Regions from separate parts of the Zea mays genome. Here region 1 is linked to region 2. Evidence: chromatin contacts called from public Hi-C data. All regions are on one chromosome and are shown on one strand. Each heading gives the region's core, a stretch centred on a gene start, on an enhancer-like site or on the middle of the called end of the contact. The rest is flanking DNA. Distances are from core to core; before and after follow the strand shown. Region 1 holds the start of LOC103629895 (STOREKEEPER protein). Region 2 has its middle 13 kb from the start of LOC100279001.

The links. Hi-C and Micro-C count contacts between places; a contact is called where the count stands out from the background.
Region 1: a Hi-C map of ear shows a contact between it and region 2, with 9 times the contacts expected there. The contact joins the promoter of LOC103629895 here to the enhancer-like site in region 2. A contact is called at or near these places in 8 of 25 Hi-C or Micro-C datasets (bundle sheath, ear, leaf and 1 more) and 1 of 3 datasets of contacts at active chromatin or transcription factors (leaf).

What each region holds. Positions count from the first base shown.
Region 1 is chr6:121,188,337-121,196,030 of Zm-B73-REFERENCE-NAM-5.0, reverse strand. It overlaps LOC103629895 (STOREKEEPER protein), which reads right to left and starts at 1,503. Exons shown (of 2, transcript XM_008650991.4): 1 at 438-1,503. The coding sequence starts at 1,363. The coding sequence ends at 443.
Region 2 is chr6:121,042,841-121,050,086 of Zm-B73-REFERENCE-NAM-5.0, reverse strand. No RefSeq gene overlaps it. Among protein-coding and RNA genes, the nearest start is that of LOC100279001, 13 kb to the right of the region's middle. Within about 2 kb of position 5,081, at least 11 of the 20 cell types and tissues checked have an H3K27ac peak or open chromatin away from gene starts, as enhancers often do. A contact at or near this core is called in ear and tassel, where this site is marked.

The DNA.
Region 1 (7,694 bases), core at 254-2,753, 150 kb before region 2:
AAAAAATCTGGAAGAAAACCGCTAATTTTCCTTCAAACAAAAATCATGCTACAAACATTGCATGGTAAATGTAAAAAACGAATGACATAGCCTAACTTCTTAAAAGTATGTCAAATTTCATAATTTTGTGCACTTTGAGACAAAAATTGGCTATTATGCCATGAGGCTAGAGGACGGGAAAGATACTAAATTGTCAACACAATCAAACCTCATGACTTATGTAAATCAAACAAGCATGATTCTTTTCGATAACTAAATCCGCAAATTAATAATCCATAGTGCATGCCAATTTCCGATGTAAGTTTAACAGCATTTGCACCCTGATCCAATTGTAAACTGATGATAAGCAAAAGAGCAGCCTAATTAGTCCAAGCAATTGAAACAGCAGAAATAAATCGATCTCTCCCACAGATAACAGAGAATGATAAAATCTGTACCCAAGCTAAGGCCCTAGGCCTTTGATGGCATCGATGAGTAGGCCATAGACCTCCTTTTCCAGATCATGTCGGCGCATCTGCATGCGCATATCTGCCTCAAGCTGTCGCCTCCATTTAACCTCAACCACACTAGCTTGCTGCGACCCAAGTAGCACCAATCCCTTCTCCAGTGACACACCTGACATGGTCTGCCCGTTCAACCTCCAGTACTCTCCAAGCACCTCCTTAACCATAGGAAGCTTCACGGACCCCTCCCTATCTTCGTCAATGAATCCCTCATCGGGATCGGTGGTCTCCTCAGCCGTCACGACGGCGTTCTCTTCAGGGCGCGTGAGCTCGGCGCCCCAGAGGGCTGCGCCCAGGTCGCGCAGCCGGTGCTCGTGCGCGGTACTGGAGTCGCCCAGCACGGAGTGCTGGAACTTGCTCTTGAGACGCTTGAGCTTGTAGTACACCTTGGCCTGATCGAGGTGCGGCGCGAGGGAGCCCCTGATGGACTCGAACAGTTCGCCCATGTCCGGGAGGCGCGGCGCGATGCCAGTGCGGTCCTTGAAGGCGGCAGCGCCCGTGAGCAGCGCGACCTCATCGACCTCGCTCCAGAGCTTCTGGACGGCGCCCGCACTACCACGCCCCCCGCCGGACGACGGGGCCGAGGCGGCGGGGACCGAGGCCATGGCCGTGGCGAGCGTGGCAGAATCCGGGAAGGAGCGGTTCGGCTTGCGGTCGCTCTTGCGCGAGGGCGCGGCGGAGCCGTGGTCCGCGGCGCGCTCGCGACGGGAGCTAGGGTTAGGGTTCGGGGAGCGGCCGCGGGACTTGGAGCGGGAGGTGCGTTTCTTGGAGCGCGGGGTGGAGGCGCGGAGGCGCGCGGCGGCAGCGGAGGCGGAGGCGGCTTCGTCCATGGCGTGCGGGGTAGGCCGCTTGGAAGGCATCGGCGTTGTGGGGGCGAGGGCTCGGCAGGCGGGCGATTCGAATTTCGGTGTGTATATCGAGAAATCGGAGAGCAGATGGGGAGCCGAGGCGGAAGGGGAAGGCGAGTCCAGTGGGCAGTGGCGTAGGCTGCAGCACTCTCCACTCCGGAGCTGATATGGGTACGGTTTCTTCGTGGGTTTTCGCGACCCGTCGGCACGCCAGTAAGGCAGTACTGATTTTAGGGCCTGTTTGTTTACCCCCAGATTATATAATCTGGATTAAATAATCCTAAGAGGCAAACAAACAGTCTAGCTTATTTGCCCAGATTATATAATCTAACCTCTTGGATTATGATAATCCATAAGCAAGTGAGAAGGTGCTTATTTCAGATTATTTTTTTCCCACTTCCCCACTACCCTTTCAAGTTTCCTAGAAATTACCCATCATTGCCATTATAATCTACCGAATCGTTTTTGCGCCTATCGGATCGGAGAAGCCCGTCGCCCAACAGAAACACGCCAGATAATCTGGGTAAACAAACATGACTACTCAGATTATATAATCCAAATTATATAATCCAGATTATATAATCCTCCAAAAATAATCCAGATTATATAATCCATTGGGGTAAACAAACAGGCCCTTAATAGACTTGAAAAGGTTGAGGTTGCCTTGACTTCATCTTTTGGTGCAGATGTTGGTCCTAGGGCAATAGACCTTGCCATGAGAATTGCCGAAAGGAGAGGCGAAGAACAAGATTGAAGAAGAAGAAAATGATCGATGGAGACCAAACGACGAATCCACCTCTTCATAAGGTTCGTCGTTCAAATCCACTTCTCATATGTGCTTTATCACTAATGGGAGTGACAGTGAAAGCAAAAATGAGGAGGAGGGGGAGCATGAAAGTGATAGTGAATATGAGGATGATCTTCAACAATTCTTCGCTCAACTAAGCAAGAAAAATTGGATGAGCTTGCTAAAACTCATGAAAAGAGCAAAAGAATAAAAAGAATGCTTCATAAGCTAGAAAACTTCCTCATCAGAAAAATCGAAGACTTAGAGAAGTTGACCAAAGAGAATGAGAAGCTAAAGTGCTCTCATGATGATTTGGTCCAAAGGTATGAAGACATTTCAATTGAGCAAATTAGAGCTGCTAATCATTCATCTTATATTGCTCAATTAGAAAATAAAATTGTTATGCTCAAGAACATGATAGAAAAGCTAAATATTGAAAATCTAGCTTTACAAGAAAAACATGATATGCTTGTGTGCTCTCATAATAAATTTATAGATTCACATATCATGCTAGAAATGGCTCATGAGGTTGTGTTAACTAATTTGAAATCATACCAACCTTACATATGCACATGTACTCAAATAGAAACTATATTATCATGTGCAAACAAATGTTGTTCTCAAGAAAGCCAATCTTACATTGATCAAGAATTTTCAGGAACAAGTAATGTTTTCTATGCAAAAGAAAACAATGAGCTCAAGGAAGAAAATGAGAGGCTAAAAAGGAGCTTGACTCAATTGAAGAGAAAGTGTTATGACCAGCTGCCACTATAGGCGCCGGATAACAGCAGAGGCAACAGATAGACATGCAAATTAGTTGGATACGGATCTACACATGCAGTTTAGTTGGATAAGGATTAGAAGATTAAGGAGATAAAATTTGTTAGAGAGAAAAGAGGGATTTGATCTCATTAGATAAGTACTAGAAGGGAGTATAAATAATTGTAAGCACCACCCTATATGGAATTAAGCAGAAACAACTATAGTTTCCAGCTTCCCTCTGGGAGTTGGGAGAGACCCTAGTCGCCACTGTTCATCGCGCTACTGTTCATCAGTGTGTTCTTCCGTTCAACAGCCCATCTCCCTCTTTCCCTATGCCCAGCATCCATGGCGCCCAAACACAGCCGTGGGCATTTCCTCCCTCGCCTAGCCCCCTCGCACTCATACAATCTAAGGCCAATCCGTGGTAGGGATCGTATTCCTATCAATCTGGTATCGGCTATGTCCAGTGATCCGTCCGCGCCGCTGCCCTCCTCGCCATGAACGCCGTCGCTTTCTCAGGCGTCGGTGTCGTTTCCATTAGCTGTGGTGTCGTCCACGGTGCCGTCCACCGGTTATGTGCCGCCAGGCACCTCATCTGTTCCCCTGACCCTGGATTCCCTCGCTGAAGTAGTCTGGGAAATCTCACGGAACATGGCTGTCATGCAGGGAAACATGATCGTGATGCAGGGGAACATCTCCTCCATCCATACCTACATCACCGGCGCCCAGAACTCACCGCAGCCACCGCTGCCTGCCTCCACCCCCATGGCACTGCCGCCCAGCCCATCTGTGCCACCGCCCACCACATCTCTCCCAACATCCACCGCTGCCGCATCCTCCATGGCTGGGGCTACGCCTGGCGTACCGCTGCACTTGATGCAGTGGCCCGAATCACCGTCGCAAGTCCCATCATATATGCTGCAGCCGTCGATCTACTCTACTCCGGCGACCATCACGTCGTCAGTGGTGCAGTCTGAAGCCCCCCACGCGCCGGCCTCTGGGGGGTCTTCTACGGAGGCGTCGAGGGAGTCCTCTTCTATGAACCCATGACCCAGACAGCCTCCTCCGGGGTCGTCGAGCCCGCTGCTGGCCTGGGCTATAGCCAGGCGGCACAGGCTCCCCCTCGCTACTACAAGATCGACTTCCCCACCTATGATGGAAGCGTCGACCCCCCTAAATTGGTTGAACCAATGTGAGCAGTTCTTCCGGGGCTAGCGCACCCTGGTTACTGACCGCACTTGGCTCGCTTCGTATCACCTAAAGAGCGCTGAGCAGACTTGGTATTACGCCCTGGAGCAAGACGAGGGCATGCCAACGTGGGGACGCTTCAAGGAGGTCTGTACCCTTCGGTTCGGGCTGCCTGTTCGTGGCACCCGCCTGCCCGAACTTGCCTGCCTACCCTTCACCTCGATGGTACAGGACTACGCCGACCGCTTCAACGCTATGCTCGGCCACACGCGCAAGCTCGACACGCAGCACACGGTCGAACTCCTCGTCGACGGCCTCCCCGACCACATCCGGGCTGATGTGGCCATCCGAGACCCCTAGGACCTTCAATCAGCGATGTACTTGGCACGTGCTTTCGAGCAGCGTGCAGCGGTGCAGACCACTCCGCCTCCAGTGCGCAGGTTCCGGCAGTCTCGCTCGGGACTGCCAGCACCGCCGCGTCTGCTGACTACTCCACCAACCGCTGCAGCGCAACCAGCAGGTACAGCCGCCCCAGCGCGACCGTTCCGTCAGCTTACACCGGCCGAGCAGCAGGAACAACACCGTCAAGGGCTCTGTTTCAATTGTGATGAGCCCTACGTGCGTGGGCACGTGTGTCCCCGCCTCTTCTACTTGGAGAACGACAACTACATCGACGATGAGCCCCAAGAGGAGGGAGCTGACCTACAGGTCGCGCCCGAGCAAGAGCCACCCCCGCGCGCCGCAGCCATCATTCCGACGGTCTCACTGCACGCATTAGCAGGGGTGCGCACATCGAACACCATGTTGTTGCCCGTATCCATCAATGGCCACCGTCTTATGGCCCTCGTCGACTCCGGCTCCACCACCAACTTCATGTCGGTTAGTTTGATGAGCCGCCTGCAGCTGCCATCCACGCCACACCCCACCATCAAAGTGCATGTGGCCAACGGTGACAACATACCGTGCCAAGGTATGGCGCGGAGCGTCGACCTGCGGGTGGGCACCAAACAGTTTTCCATCGACTGTATCGGCCTCACCCTCGGCACCTTCGACGTCATTTTGGGCTTCGAGTTCCTGCGGCTACTGGGGCCGATCCTCTGGGACCACGATCGCCTGTCCATGTCCTTCACCAAGGGGGCTGCCGCATCATTTGGTTCGGCCTAGGGGCGCCCGACGCGGTTCCCCCACACCCGGCTGCGTGTGTAGTGTCCAGCACGCCCACACAGCCGCTCCTCGACGATCTTCTTCGGCAGTTTGAGCTGGTCTTCGCCGAGCCGCAACGGCTGCCACCCGCCCGCCCCTACGACCACCGCATTCATCTTCTTCCGGGGGCGGCACCGGTGGCGGTTCGGCCCTACCGTTACCCCCAGCTCCAGAAGGATGAGTTAGAGCGTAAGTGCAGCGCCATGCTCGCCCAAGGGATCATTCTCCCCAGCACATCGCCATTCTCTGCCCCGGTCTTGCTGGTCCGCAAGCCTCACAACTCGTGGCAGTTCTGTATCGACTACAGGGCCCTGAATGCCAAGACATCGAAGGACAAGTTCCCTATTCCAGTGGTCGATGAGTTGCTCGATGAGCTGCATGGCGCCCACTTCTTCACCAAGCTCGACTTGCGCTCGGGCTACCACCAGGTGCGCATGCACCCCGCTGATGTCGAGAAGACGGCGTTTCGGACACACGAGAGACACACTGAGTTCTTGGTCATGCTGTTTGGCCTCTCCAATGCTCCGGCGACCTTTCAGGCCCTCATGAACGACGTCCTCCGCCCCTATTTGCGCAAGTCTATGCTTGTGTTCTTTGATGACATCCTCATCTACAGCAAGACATGGGCGGAACACCTCCAGCACATCAGCATCGTCCTCCACGCCCTGCGCGACCACCAGCTACATCTCAAATGCTCCAAGTGCTCCTTCGGGGCGCGCTCAGTGGCATACCTCGGGCACGTCATCTCCGCCGCGGGGGTGGCCATGGATGCGGCCAAGGCGGAGGCTGTCTCCTCGTGGCCAGCACCGCACTCCGCTCGTGGCCTGCGGGGCCTCTTGGGCCTCGCTGGCTACTACAGAAAGTTCATCCGTGACTTTGATGTCCTCGCGGCACCTCTCACGTGCCTTCTGCGGTGCGATGCCTTCGCCTGGGACGACGACACCTAGGCCGCCTTCCAGCAGCTGAAAACAGCCTTGACCACGGGTCCGGTCCTTCAGATGCCTGACTTCGAGAAGACCTTCGTCGTGGACTGCGACGCCTCCGGTACGGGCTTCGGTGCTGTCCTTCACCAAGGTGCGGGACCCGTGGTGTTCTTCAGTCATCCCTTTGCGGTGCGGCACCTCAAGCTTGCCGCTTACGAGCGGGAGCTGATCGACTTGGTTCAGGCGGTGCTGAAAGGGAAATATGCCCTTGGGCCATTTCTAGTATAGTTTTGGTGATTAAGTGCCCAACACGTATTGAGTGAGTAATATTGTGCCAAATGATTGATGAAGTGCAAATCAACAAAAAGGTATGATTCTAGACTTAGTACATTGGTTTTTGTGTACTAATATATTTGTCTAAGTGCTGGAATCAGAGAAAAGAGAAGAAGAAAAGATCTTGGCTGGAACAGCCAAGACTCAGCGTAGTCTGACACACCGGACTGTCCGGTGGTGCACCGGACAGTGTCCGGTGCGCCAGGCCAGCCTCCGGTGAACAGGCCACTCTCGGGAACTGAAGGCGGTGTACGACTATAATTCACTGGACTGTCCGGTGGTGCACCGGACTATCCGGTGAGCCGTTTGCGGTGAAGTCGTCGCTCTTGAGAATCGTTCAACGGCGTACGGCTAAAATTCACCGGACGGTCCGGTGAGGCACCGAACTGTCTGGTGAGCCAACGGTTGACTGTGTCAACGGTCGGCCGCGCAATCCGCGCGCGACACGTGGGCGTGCCAACGGTCGGCGGGGGGCACCGGACAGTGTCCGGTGCGCCAACGGCTCCATTTCTGCAACGATCGACTGTTCCATTTTTGGAAGGCAATCAGCACTGGACCATGAACAGTGCTTGTCCGCTGGTGCACCGGATTGTCCGGTGCGCCACCCGACAGAAGGCAAGAATTGCCTTCCCAGATTGCTTCTAATGGCTCCTAGCTGCCTTGGGGCTATAAAAAGGACCTCTAGGCGCATGGAGGAGTACACCAAGCATGCTTTGATCATCTCTAAGCACCAAGACTCCATTCTCGCGCATTCGATTCTTTGTGATAAGTGATTTGAGCTCTAGTTGAGTAGTGAACTCCCCGCATCGTGTTGTGAGCACAAATTGTGACTTGTGTGCGTGTTTGTGTTTGTGCTTTGAGTCTTGTGTGTGTTGCTCTTCCCTCCCTTACTTCCATGCTTCTTTGTGATCATCATTTGTAAGGGCGAGAGACTCCAAGTTGTGGAGATTCCTCGCGAACAGGAATAGTGAAAGAAAGGAAAACACCGTGGTATTCAAGTTGATCATTGGATCACTTGAAAGGGGTTGAGTGCAACCCTCGTCCATTGGGACGCCACAACATGGAGTAGGCAAGTGTTACTTGGCCGAACCACGGGATAAATCATCGTGTCTCTTGTGCCTGTTTTCATCGTGACTATTGTGTTTCA
Region 2 (7,246 bases), core at 3,832-6,331:
TTTGTTTTACCGAGGTTCGGTTCCAAAGAACCTAATCCTCGTTGAGGTGGTCACAAAGACCAGGTCTCTTTCAACCCTTTCCCTCTCTCAAACGGTCAGTTAGACCGAGTGAGCCTTCTTCCGTAATCTCACGGGTCACTAAGACCCCACAAGGACCACCACACACTTGGTGTCTCTTGCCTCGCTTACAAAGCACTTGAGAATAAGAGAAAGAAAAGAAGAAAGGCAATCCAATAAGCAAGAGCTCAAAAGAACACAAAATCTCTCTCACACAAGTCACTAAGTGTTTGAGCTGAATTTGGGACTTGGAGAGGCTTTGATCTTTTGAATTGTGTCTATGAGTGAATGCTAGAGCTCTTGTATTGAATGTGATACTCAAAAATCTTGGATACATGGAGTTGTGGTGGTTGGAGGTATTTATAGCCCTCAACCACCAAAGAAGTCGTTGGGGAGGCTGCTGGCGATGGGCGCACCGAACAGTCCGGTGTGCCACCAGACAGGTCCTGTTCACTGTCCGGTGCGCTGCCACGTCACCCAACCGTTAGGGTTCGGGGCGAAGTTGATCGTTGGAACTTTGCCCTCTTACGGTACCGGACAGTCCGGTGCCACACCGGACACTGTCCGGTGCGCCTCTGACTCTGCGGCTCTGAATCTACGTGCACTGTTCTTCACTGTTCCTTTGTCAGCGGCTTTTGCAGTCGACCGTTTGAGCGAGTAGTCGTTGCTCTGTTGGCACACCGGACAATCTGGTGAATTATAGCGGAGCGTGGCTCAGTTTTTCCGAGAGTGGCTGGTTCGTCTTTGTATGGACATGGTGCACCGAACACTGTCCGGTGGCACACCGGACAGTCTGGTGCGCCAGTCCACAACACACTCAAGTCTTTACTCCTTTTAATTTTAGTCCCTAACTTGAATCTTTTATTGGTTTATGTTAAACCTTATGCACCTGTAATACATGAGTTCTAGAGCAAACTAGTTAGTTCATATGTTTGTGTTGGACACTCAACTACCAAAATTAATTGTAGAAAAAGGTTAACCCTATTTTCCTTTCACCCTCGTTGCTTGGAAGAGTAAGAAGGAGTTAACAGTTTCACATTCGAGTGTAGAGGCAGAGTTGCATGCTATGGCTCTTATGACGACAGAGGTGACTTGGCTATGATGGTTGCTTGCTGATTTTGGTGTTTTTTGTCTATACCGACTTCCCAATTGTCTAAAAGTACTGGTGCTATTAGTGTTGCTCGTAATTCCATAAAGCATGAGCTTACTAAGCATATTGGTGTTGATGCTTGTTATACACGAGCACAAGTTTAGGATGGTATTATTAATCTTCACTGTGTATCTTTAGAGCTTCAGTTGGTTGATATCTTCACCAAGGCACATATCAGAGCTCATCATCGATTCTATCTCTCTAAACTCAGTGTGGTTGATCCACCTTAAAAATAAGGGGGTGTTATATAGAACTATATTTTCCTATTGTTACTTTATTTTCTTATTGTATAGATTTAGGACACCGGTGTAGCTGTGTATATATACTGGCCTTAGGGCCTCGTATTGAATAACATGGTATCTGGGCTAAAGGTCTCGAGTTCGAATCATGATAGAGTCTTTATTTGTACCTCTGCCTCTTTATTTCCATATTCACGTCTTTCTCTCTAGCTCCACATGAATGGGGGTGTTGAAGTGTATTACTTACCTTCTCCTAATAGCTTGAGCTTTTGAGTTAAACTGATTAGTGCGTACACTCTAACACTTGGGAATTGGGATGAAATTTCTTATACTCGTTTTACGTGTAGTTTTAGTCGACTCTTAGGCTATGACCAACAGATCTTGCATATGGTCATGCAAAATACCATTTACACTGTAAATCACACTATTTGTATAGTGGGGTTTGAAATAGGAGATATGATGAGTAAGCTACTGAAGATAGCCTTATGAGGAAGGTACAAAATGACCACTAACACTTTTCATCATTGTTTTAAACAACGAGTTATAGGGTTTTGTGATAGCCATCTCTAGCCGCTAAGAGCAGGGTTGTACCATCTATGGAGTTGTTACAACACCACTATAGCGCAGCTAAAATTCTATTATTTAACCACTGGGGTCAAAGGCCTATAGTGCAACTAGAATTCTATTATTTGGAACACTGTTTGCACATCAAACCAAAACTCAAACTCGAGAACTTCAACTTTGATACCTTATTGAGTTGCATTCACCAAATAGTTGAACACAAAAGCTTAAAATGACGGAGAGATGTGGATAACTCACTTGTATTTCTCTAGCAGGCAAGTCCTCTATCATTGTAGGGTAGAAGCTAGCAAACATGTTCATTTTTGTGGTGGGGAAAATTTGAAAACAAATATGATGGTTTAAATGGTGAGCTCTAGTGTTAGCTCCCAGATGATTCAATTATATATATTATGGAAACCATAATCCACCACATTTTAAGAACATACAATGCTATATCATATGATAAAAGTATGTTTACATTTTCACTACAGAAATCTTGAAGATTTTTGCCGTCTAAAATAATTCTTATCGGTCTTTGACTAAGCCGACGTGAATTAGATAAATATCGTCGGGTAAAACATAGCCAAAGGAAATAAAACTAACTCCTGTTGGTCACACTGACAACCAACGGGGATAAGATAATTCTTGTAGGCCCCTTTCTCTTCCCGATGGGGATTAATTTTTCTAAGAAAACCGGCCAAGCCCTTTTCTCTCACCCCACATACTTAGTTCTTCGGCTCTTCGTCTTTTGCCTCATCGTCGCCACTGCTCACTGGACACCAATTGTCGCCGCACTAGAGCTCGTTATTGCTCTGCTCCCCAGACGCCGCCGCACCCCAACACCAGAGGGCGGTCCCCGTGTCGTGCCCCTGCCCCGGCATGCACCATCACAGTCGCCGTCGCGTGCCTCGGTGCTGAGCGTCGCCGCCACAGTCATCGCCCCAGCTCTGCCCCGTGGCCATGTTGTCGCACTGGCTAGGGCTGGCTCTCCGCCACCTACCTAGTAGCCACCCATGCTTCATTCGTCGACGAACATTGTCACACCCGTGTTTTAGGGGCACCAAGACCCGGGCGCGAACATAATCACCAGGTGTGCTGGGACCAAGTCTCACACATATGATGAATCATGGCACAGGATCAAATGTCACATCTTTACTATATAACATGAGTTCTATACAAAATAAATAAATAAATACATCATGTGAAGACAACGGCCCAACAACCCAAAGTTGACTGGGAGACGACGGCCTAGACCTCTCACGAACTCGACACAACATCCTCCATGTGCCTCCTCTTGTGGTACCTGTTCTTGACCTGCGGGGGGTGTGAGACAGCAAGAGTGAGCTCACATTCGTTCATAGCTCAACAAGTTGTGGGGAATAATGTGCATGAACTCGCCAAAGGCGGGAGCTCATGTGAAGTGTAAGGCTTACCAAAGAGGATGGCTGAAGCTGAGCATTGCTTTTAAAGTTGATCAAAAAATTATTAGCAATTACTAAGTATAAGTGAATATCAACCCAATTAAGTAGTAGAACAAAATTAATAACAACACCTGCGATGCAATGCATATGACAAATTGAATTTAGTTCCATAAATTAATCATGTGAGAGTCCTGAGCTGCTGTTGACCGTGAGCTCAGCTAGTATACCAATTTTACACTCTGCAGAGGTTGTATCCTTTACCCACAAGTCGTGTTTCCCATGTCGCCAGGGTTAGCTAGACCCTTAGACACTACCGAGGTGAATGACTAGGGATCCACTACAAGGCCTTTACAAAGTTCCACTAGCTTCCGAAAACCCGCTACGGTTTATGGGAAGAGCACTTGCAAGAATCCCCCGTCTGACCACCATCGCAGCAAAATCAACCCGAGAACCTCCTTGCATGCAACTCCCCTACTGCCCTTGCCCCTTTCGGGTAAGGTAGTCTTCCACTAGCTTTCCTAATTAGTTAGCCAAAGGGTCCCATTCCTCCCTTGGTGGCACGTGTTTCTCAAGTTAAACTCCATGTTCCAATTAACAATAATATAATGATCTTGACATGAACATAAATAACATAACAGAGTAACTGGAACATGGATATAACGAAATATTAACCCAAAACCATATAAAGCAATAGACCCAATGATTTAGGGGTAAACAAGGTAAAAGATAATCAGACTAGGGTGACCTATTGGGTCCCATCAAAATTAAACATATGCATGAATAAGTGATATTAAAGAACATTATTGGGTAATAAATGTGGTCAAGGGCACAACTTGCATGGGACTTGAGATTCTAGGTACCAGGATGATCTTGAGATGACTCGTAACCTTGCTGCTAGTCGTAGCAATACGAACAAACATGGTATAGGCAAAATTAACATCACACCAAACGTAAGAACATACTGAATAATAATAATCTACGCGTCGCTACGAGATCGTGGGATCGAGAACCGCTAAATTCGGGGTTACAGTTATGAAGTTATGGTTTTCCGAAGATCCATGTGGTTAAATATATAATAGACTAAGTGCAACATTTTAACCTATATCTCTTGGCAAAACAAAGTTACCAGATAATAATAATTATTATTGTGAGACTAATGCAACTAGAATGGATCAAAACGGAGTTACGGTTATTGAGTTATGAATTTCTGAAGTTATTTAGCACCTAGAATAGATTAATTCAAATAAACAGTTTTAATTCAGTTTCATGGCTAAACAAAGGCACTAGGTGATAGACAATATTATTACAAAATTATAGAAACTGAAATGGATCAATTTGAACTTAATATGAATTTTCTATGAATTATACAAGTTTCTGGAATTATTTTTGTATTAGAAATCACTTTATATAATTAATTTTCTATTTCCATTGTTCTCTGGACTGGACGCACAAACATCAAAACATACAGGGGCTATCTCGCAAAAGATCATAAGACTCAGGATTCCCCCGCACTGGGTCGATGGGTTAATTGTGGCAAAGGGAAGGGGCTCTTAAGTAAGAATGCCCAGCGAAGGGGGTAAGCTCTGATCACAGCCGTCCAATCAATAACAGAGCGCCAGGATTATATTTATTTTAAAACGAACCGGTATACGATCCGGGCTGCCCATCATGCGATCCACGGCCCTGATATCACGGCGCCAAGATCAGTCTCTGGCCGTCTGATCTTATACCTACGGCTCAGATCTTAAGCCCGAAGGGTTATAACCCCGATCTAATCTCCCGCGTCCGTTCACGATCAAATAGCAGGGAGCCATTCTTCCTTACATCCACGATGGAGCCACGCGACCAACACGGCGGTGCACCAAGCTCACACGGCGGCGCCATTGCCAGACCGCGCCTTTCACTGATCCGGGCCCGAAACCCTAATCTGAGGTATGCTATGCGCAGATAAAACATAGGGGAATTAGATGAGAGCCCCATACCGGTTTCTACGCTGCACAGTGTTTTGCCCACGATACAGGTGGCTCCGCGGTTCCGGTGAGCAATCACCACCGCCCCGACTGTTGATCCCCGCCATCGAGTCCACGAATAACCCCACCAACCTCCCGCGATGCACCCTGACCCAAGAGGAGATTCCTAGGCACAAGGTCACCGGCGTCGGATATGAGTCTCTTCACCTATGGCGGCGCACGATGGTCACGGGGCATGTCCCTACCTTTATATGTGTTGGGGAGGGCGATTTCAAGTCGAGGAGCTCCGTTGCGGTAGTGCGCGCCGTTGTAACAGACTCTGAAGGAAGCGAAGGTGGATAAGGCTGGTGCGCGGACCCCGCGTGGAGGAATGGCTGACGGATGCTCCGACGTGGGAGGGAGACGAACCTGGTGAGTGGGGTCCACGAACCAGTGAAACGGCGCCAAGAGCAAGCGGCCGCGCGAAGAGAAAACATTTTTGGGTCGGCGGGGGAAGGAAATAGAAGATGGCCGACTGAGAGAAGGCCCAAGCGTGGGTTTCTTTTATTTTTTTTACATTTTTCCTTTTTCTTTATTTTCAGTTTTCTTTTCTATATAAATTCCTACACAATTTCAAATTCATGGTTGAACTTCAAATTTCCATGTGTCCAAATTATTGTGAATATAACTTCCACTGCTTATTATTTATTATTTTTCCTTGTTATATATTTATGGGAGGAATAAATGTTTTCATTATAAATTTCCTTTCTCATTTTCCCATCTTTTGTTTTTATTTAAAATTTGGAGATCTAATTTGTGTTGTTAATAAAATTTATTACCATAAAATCTACAAGAGATCAACCTTCCTTTATCCATTTACTGGTCACTTAATATAACTTAATGTTGTTTTTTTATCATGAGGAAGTAGAATCCTAACAGATTTTCAAAGGTCTTCAAAGATTCTCACAACATTATACTTTTATTTTTTTATTCTATTATTTTACTATTTTTTTCTACCAATTTTTGGGCTTTACAAACGTCCTTGATCTCCCCCATCTTAGCAACAACATTGTCGTTGTCCGCATCCCCGCGTAGATCAATTGCCTGATCCGTCACCCGTTAAGCAAATGTTTCACGATTAGAAGTACGATTAGGATAATAGTTAAATAGGGAATGTTTATTTTCGTCGGTTTTATGGCTGATAGGAGTTAACTGTAATGCGACTACAATTTATTTAATATTGTTAATTGTTAGTGTGATTTGACTTAATATGATTTGATGCATGATACTTGTCATTTCTAACTTGATGTTGAAAATATGAACCGATGAATTTGATGTTATTAGTTAATAAATTTGATGATGATTTGATGTTATGCAAATATTAATGATTTTTATAGATTTGATGATGCAAATATTGTTAATGGATGGATGTAATGTTATGAAAATATTAATTTTATTATATTATTGTTGCACTATATATATATATATATAGTTTTACTACTTATTTTAATCGAGCCATTACATAGTTATGATTTTTGAAACATATGTGTTACATATTTCGGACCGTTATACATCACATGCATCGCTTATGTGCCATTTCTTCAATTGTATGGACATGATGACCTGTTAGGTGTGCTTCAATTTAATCTAGTTTCCCTTCTGCCTCCATCAGCAAACCAAGAAGATGATTGCAGTTTATCCGAACAACGACGAAGTTTGGGACGAGAGAGTAAAGCAGTGGCGGGTGAGTAGACACCACATTTTTGCGCCTTTGGTGAACGAAAACAGAGGTGTCAATATCATTTTGCGTGTTGTACAACTGTTATACTATATTGTTGATGTGCCGTGGCAATATATATAAACTAAACA